Linked DNA regions of Mus musculus: region 2 is linked to region 1. A link is a contact called in public HiChIP or PLAC-seq data. All regions are on one chromosome and are shown on one strand. Each heading gives the region's core, a stretch centred on a gene start, on an enhancer-like site or on the middle of the called end of the contact. The rest is flanking DNA. Distances are from core to core; before and after follow the strand shown.

Region 1 (3,307 bases), core at 224-2,723:
AAAAGTTTGTATAATTTACCACATTGACACAAGAAAGAAGATTCTATGTATCGATGGATTTAAAAAAACGGGTTAGTACAAACTCAACATCTATTCATACAGGAAATGTTATATAAGCTAGTGATAGAAGGGAATTCTTTGATTAGATAAAGGAATCTACAAAAATCTCATCGTAGACATCACACTGAACCATGAGATAGAGTTTGTCTCTTAAGATCTAAAAACATCAAGGACCAGAAAGGTAAGACTAGGTTGTCTACCCACTGTCCAGAGCTTGTTTACAATTTAGAGGGCCAAAGCAGGAGGCAGACAGGCATGGCATTGGAGCAAGAGCTTTGTATCCTGGTCCACAGGCGGCACATAGAGGGAGAAACTGGGCCTGGCATGCTCTTTATGAAGCCCCAACCATCCACCCCAATGACACACACACCTCCTCCAACAAAGTCACACCTTCTCCAGTGAGGGTGCATCTCCTAATCCTTCCCAAATAATTCCACTAACTGGATATCAAACCTTCAAACATACAAGTCTATGGAGGCCATCTCACTGAAACCACTGCACCGAGGAAGTGAGGAAGTTGCGCATACATTAAAACCCACACTCAGGGAGAGAATCAGTGTCTACAAGAACCAGCCTCACAAGAGGCATTAATTCCTCTCAGCAACCCAACCATCTCTTCAAGGCCACACCTTCCAGTACTGTTAAGTCACAACCAATTTTCCACAAGAGCTTGGGTGGAGGCAAACCACATCCACACCACTGCAGCTGCTGTGGTGGAGCTCACCCCAAGGCGGGATGGCCACCAAGGTCAGACCATTAACCTGCGGTAGCAGCGGGTAGCCACATGTAACAGCTCTGCCCAGGACCACGTGCTTACCCATAAGCCCTCGGGCCTCTCATTTGACTTTGGCGGTGGCAGCATCTGAAGTGACCTGTACTTCTTCTTACTCATATTACTAGCTGCCAAGGACTCAGACATCAAGTATGTGCCTGTTTAGAGCAAAAGGAATTGATCTCGTGCCACTGAGCGCTGCCAACAGGAAGAACTGTAAAATCTCATGGCTGCCGAAAGCATCCAAAACTGGGAGAGGAATGAGATTAGTCCTAAGACAGTCTTTAATTCTGTCCCCCCCAGGGGAAAAAAATTGCTTGAGAAAACCAGATTCCATGTCCTGTGCAATCGATCTGTGCTCAGGTGCTGGCGACACTGGGCCCCTCCTGCTCCTGAGTATGTGGTTGTTTGGGTCCATGGTTGCTTGGTGATGGTTTGTAGACAGAATGGAGTCTTCAGGGAGTCTAAGCTCAGAATCGAGTATCATGGAGTGTCCCAGTGCCTGGCACCCCCTTTCCTTGGAGGTACCCAACCAACTTCTAGTTTGAACAAGACTGGCAGAGGAAGAGTGAGAATAATGGGCTGCTTTCATTGAGGACTCTTAGCCTTTCAGAGCAGGCTTGCCAAGTTGTGAGGCAATTCCTTCAATGTAGTAACCCTGTCATGGTACTCTGGCTTCCAGAAGGGCAACAAAACAGCATTCCTTCCTGGCTTTCCGTTGAGCATTTAGAAAAATCAATACAACTAAACAAAGTGGGTGTTACTCAGCAGTTTAATCCTGTGTGCTTCTTTGACCCAGAGACCCATCCATTATCAACATCCCAGAAGGGAAGGCTCCAGCCTCCACCCGCTGCCCCTGTGACCCCAGTAGACATTCCCAGTGGGACCTCTTCTGTAGTTCTCAGGGACCTCCCCCTTTAGCAAAAATTTCCCCTTAATCTGAACTATCATGGTGGAAAATATTTCATATGTAGGGAAGTGTTACACTTCGAAGCATGAATGTCCCCATGTCATGTTTTGAGTGTTCTCCACCAGTGACACTAACTTGAAACAGGCTAAGCCTTTAGGAAAGGGGACCCGGCTGATAGAAGCTGGACTCTAGGAGGGGGCTTTTACGGTAGCAGCTGGGCCTCTCTTCCTAGTGTGTGCAGGGTGAGGAGTCTCTGCCAAAGCAGACTCAACTCCCTCTCTTCCCACCATGATGAAACTGTGATGTAAAACGAGTCCCGCCTCACTTGAGTTGTTTCCGTCTGGCATTTTGCTCACAGTATAAAACAGCTGGCATAACACTCAGCAAGCTGAAGGGTCAGATCTTCTCAAAGTGCTTGCTTTCAGGGATTTCTCAAAGCGCTTGCTTGCTATTCACCCTTTCAGGGACTCGCTGCAGACACACATCACACTGTCTTTTTCTTGAAAAAGGACCTTGTCATCCTCATAGAGTTGGGTATTTTGCTTCTTTCCCTTAGCATCACAAAAAAGAGTTGAATGTGATTAGTTATGTCTTTTCAACAATTTAAGCTGCATAATTTTCTACACTCTGGATGTTGTAAGTGAGCAAGTCTCCTGTCATTGGACAATTACATTGACAATGACTCTGAAAATCCGCTCATCGGGGATACTTGATGATTCTGCTTCTCCCTGGGATATGTCTAAAATTTGGGCCTGAAGATGGGGCTCAGTGGCTCTTGCAAAGAAACACTTTGGTTTCCAGCAGCCATGTCAGGCAGCTCACAACCACCACTGGCTCCAGCTCGAGGGAGTCTGATGCCCTCTTTTGGCTTCTGAAGGCACCTGCAATAACACACACAAATAAAAAGTACACCATAACAAATTTCTCTTGTCATGAATATTCTGATTTTTCTTATTTTTCTGACACCATTGAATTGCTAACCATTACATTATGAAGTCTCCTCTCTTTCAGACAAATGTGTGTATTATTTGGAAGACATAAAAAATATGGTATTGATTTAAAAGAATACAGTCTTACTAACAATGATTTTGATTATTTTATTTTTTTATTGATGCTGAAACAACCACACACAATTTATGGGTCAGAAGTCTGGCACAGACTTCCTGCTTTTAAATCAAGATCTCCACAAGCCTCTCTCCTCTCTAGTGGTCCTATGTAGGTGACTCCCTCCCCCACAATGTTCACATTCCTTGATTTGGAATGTCTTCCCCCATCTTCAGAACCTTTCTATAACCATAGCAATGAAAAGGTCTGCAGGCTTAGATTTTCTAAACCTACTTTATGAGTCAGTTCTTGAAAGTTTCAACCTCCCTTCTAGCCTACCCAACCAGAAATAGAGGAAGAAGAAGGTTTATAAGAAAAGGGATTTGTGGACCTCTTTAGAAATAGTTCTTTGGGCCAACTCCACTCTTCATTATCAGGATACACAGTAGTCCAGTCCAATAGTAAACACCAAGCACGAGTCAGTAGCGGTGGCAGGATCCAGCAGAAACCACAAGGCTCCA
Region 2 (3,307 bases), core at 348-2,847, 530 kb before region 1:
GCGGTTCTCAAGAGCACTAAAGAAGTGAGAAGAAGCAGGGGCCTGTATCCAGAGCTCTGCAGACTAAATGAGGTTTTTGTTTCTTGGGAATCTGGCTGGTTGAAACGGATGAATGACATAAGGAATATTTGTGCTTTGTTTCTGTTGGTTTCAAACCAAAGACTAAGCATTTCTAGTTTGGCCGCGTCCTTGGGGAAAGCAGTTGACTCCCGAGAGCGTGGCTCTGAATCGGTCCGTTATTTCCCAGGACAATGGACCGGATGGTGATCAAGGGAAGACGATGAGGCACGTTTGTCTCCCCTAGGAAACTCTCTCCCTGCTCCTGCAGGACAGGACAACACAGCAGACAGAGAATTGGAAGCCTTCTTCCTCACTCTGCACTGTGGTCACAGAGCCCTGTCCCAGTAGCCTCACTTCTGACATCAGATTTACAAACAGACTTCTGGGCAGCTCTACACTCACAAATCTACTTACCACTCTCCCCCTCCCCTCAAACTCCTAGAAATGTTGTAAAGCCTCCAAAAATGCCCTGGAATCGCTGCCAGACAAAATGGCTGTCTTTTGGAAAAGCCACCTTCGGGATGCAGATTTCTCTGAGAACTCTCTGAAAGAGGTGCCCCTGGGATTGTTCCAGCTTGACGTGAGTCCAATGGCACTTCATTTCTCACTGTCCACCGTGGTAAGAAAAAGCACTCTGGACCCTGGGGAACCTATGTGCTTTTTCCGAGTTTGTGAGACACATAAGTAGAAAAAGTGAAGGGTTAGTTGAGCCATCAAAGACATGCGGTCTTGAGCCAAGTTAGAGGAAGGAGAATAGTCACCAGGAAACAGCTGTGCCAGGGAAGGGCTTGTTTGCCTGCCTTAGTCAGCTTTTCATTACCTCTCATTCATAATAAAAACCCAGAGACAACCAGTGTGAAAACGCCTTGCCTTGGCACAAGGTTTGGGAAGTATCAGTCCGTATACAACCCACCATGTTGGTTTTAGTGCTTTGGGGCCTGTGGTGGGGAAGTGCACCATGGGAGAGCAAAGCTGTTCACTTCACAGCCAAGACCTGAACTAACAGGGAAACAGAAGAGATGTGGCCCCAATATCCTCCTCGTGGGCACACCAGCAGTGAGCAGAACACCTCTCCCAGGCCCCAGCTCTAAAAGGTTCCACCACCTACCAGTAACTCTGAGAGCCAGAGTGCCCAGCTTTACTGTTCCTTTAACATATGGACCTTTTAGAGAACTTCCTCATCAAAAATAATGACCCTCAGGACTTCACTCACGGTGGCACGTTTGTTTTGTTTTTGGCTGTAGTGGAGAATTAACCTAGAGTCTCACATACAGTCCGTAAGTGCCCAACCTCTGAGCTCCAGCCCCAGTCAAAACTCTGACGCTTGCCAGAGATGGACTCCATCTGGCCTCCAGAGATTCCCACGGAGCGCCACCACTCTAAGGAGAGACTTTGTGTCCTGAGCACTGGACCACTGCCTTCTAAGAGTCTTCAGGCAGGCTGTAAGACCCTGTGAGACCCAGAGCAAGGGATTGCTAACTGTTCACCAAAAGCATTAGGGCACTCCCTGTAGGGCCTGGTGGTGACTCACAGACCACATTGCCTGGGAAATGAGACCATGTTTAAACACCCAGGTGCAGCCCCTAGCAATCGCAGACAAGCTGCTCAGATCATCCAGAAGGCCAAAAGACAGCAAGCATCCCTTCAACATGCGTATCGCAGAAAAGAAGGGCTATCAAGTCATAGGCTCCCCTAAGCAAGCATGGGACGAAGGAAGAAACCCACTTGTATTCATGGCTAGGTGAAATTAAAGCGCTGTTGAATGAGAACCCTTGTCACTGGTGCCCACAGTGGCTAACTGGCCACGCCTTCTTACCATTTTACCACTTCCCTATTCTGAGGCTATCCCTCACACCAGCGCCTCGCAGTATAGCTTAGCCAGCAAAGAGGGATGGAGACGCGTTGAATCTCAACACTATGTTCTGTAAAATTCCTGTTTTCCCCTGGTCTCTTTCTTCATATTGGGAACTGAGCAGAGGTCTTCACATCCCAGCCCAGGCCCTGGGCTAATCACTCGGGGAAGCTTTTATAGAAATGCAGAGGGTGGCAACCATTCTGGCCATGGTGACTCATGGCATCAACAAGGGAAACCGAAACACACAGGGGGCTTAATGCGGTACAGCTATGTGGTGGGTCTCTTGGGCCACATAGATTGTAGGTGGATCTGTGTTCATGTCACCAAGAAAAGTGAAGGTGTGTCTCTGCTGCTCTCATTAAGGAAAGACATCTTCCAAGGGAATAGCCCCACCCCCACCCCGTAGGCCTGCATACAGCAAAGCGTGTGGATGAATTGTGTGTGTGGAGATCCCAAGGGGTCCAAACTGTACAACTGAGGTCACTCAGTGGGCCTGAATACGGCAAGGCACACAGGGATGAGTTCCCTATGTGCGGACCCCAGGGAGCCCATCCTCGGCTTCTGAGGACATGTGGCTAAGGCAGATCAGGTCACCCATTGTCTTGTCTCTCTGGGCACCGCCCAAGGAGGAAGTACCCAGTGGTGCTCTGTGTACTCCAGGCAGACACCACTAACCACGACTCTTAAGAATCTTTGGTCTCAGACCCTGATATAGCTGTCTCCTGTGAGGCTTTGCCAGTACCTGGCAAATACAGAAGTGGATACTCACAGTCATCTATTGGATGGAACACAGGGCCCCCAATGGAGGAGCTAGAGAAAGTACCCAAGAGCTGAAGGGGCCTGCAATCCTATGGGTGAAACAACAATATGAACTAACCAGTACCCCCAGAGCACGTGTCTCTAGCTGCATATGTAGCAGAAGATGGCCTAGTCGGCCATCATTGGGAAGAGAGGACCCTTGGTCTAGCAAACCTTATATGCCCTAGTACAGGGGAAAGCCAGGGCCAAGAAGTGGGAGTGAGTGGGTAGGGGAGCAGTGCGTGGGTGGGGGATGTTTAGGAAACTTTTGGGATAGCATTTGAAATGTAAATGAAGAAAATATACAAGAAAAAAAAAAGAATCTTTGGTCTCAGGCCTTTATAGTCCCTCTAGTCTACAGTTCTCATTGACCTTGAGGAAAAGTCTAAATGCATTGTTCATCTCTGCTTGAGAGGATCTGGGGAGTTTCCTAAGTAGAAGTAGGCTGGGATTGTTTGGCTGTACATTGACAGGGAGCCTGCCAACCGTCATGACAACTTTTCCCTTTCCATGTGTAACATCATCTTTCCCCCTCTCTCCTCCCTCTTTCAGGCCCTCATGTTCTTGAGGTTACAGGGAAACCAGCTGTTGTCG

The links. HiChIP or PLAC-seq counts read pairs in DNA pulled down with a chosen protein or histone mark.
Region 2: a FOXA1 HiChIP or PLAC-seq map of pancreatic cancer cells shows a contact between it and region 1. The contact joins two enhancer-like sites. A contact is called at or near these places in 1 of 15 datasets of contacts at CTCF or cohesin (embryonic stem cells), 2 of 484 Hi-C or Micro-C datasets (both in embryonic stem cells), 1 of 115 datasets of contacts at active chromatin or transcription factors (pancreatic cancer cells) and 1 of 9 other capture datasets (embryonic stem cells).

What each region holds. Positions count from the first base shown.
Region 1 is chr7:65,772,322-65,775,628 of GRCm38.p6, reverse strand. No RefSeq gene overlaps it. Among named protein-coding and RNA genes, the nearest start is that of Gm51485, 28 kb to the left of the region's middle. Within about 2 kb of position 1,473, at least 16 of the 459 cell types and tissues checked have an H3K27ac peak or open chromatin away from gene starts, as enhancers often do. A contact at or near this core is called in pancreatic cancer cells, where this site is marked.
Region 2 is chr7:66,302,726-66,306,032 of GRCm38.p6, reverse strand. It overlaps Lrrk1 (leucine-rich repeat kinase 1), which reads left to right. Exons shown (of 34, transcript NM_146191.3): 10 at 503-640; 11 at 3,266-3,307. Among named protein-coding and RNA genes, the nearest start is that of Gm45989, 23 kb to the right of the region's middle. Within about 2 kb of position 1,597, at least 80 of the 459 cell types and tissues checked have an H3K27ac peak or open chromatin away from gene starts, as enhancers often do. A contact at or near this core is called in pancreatic cancer cells, where this site is marked.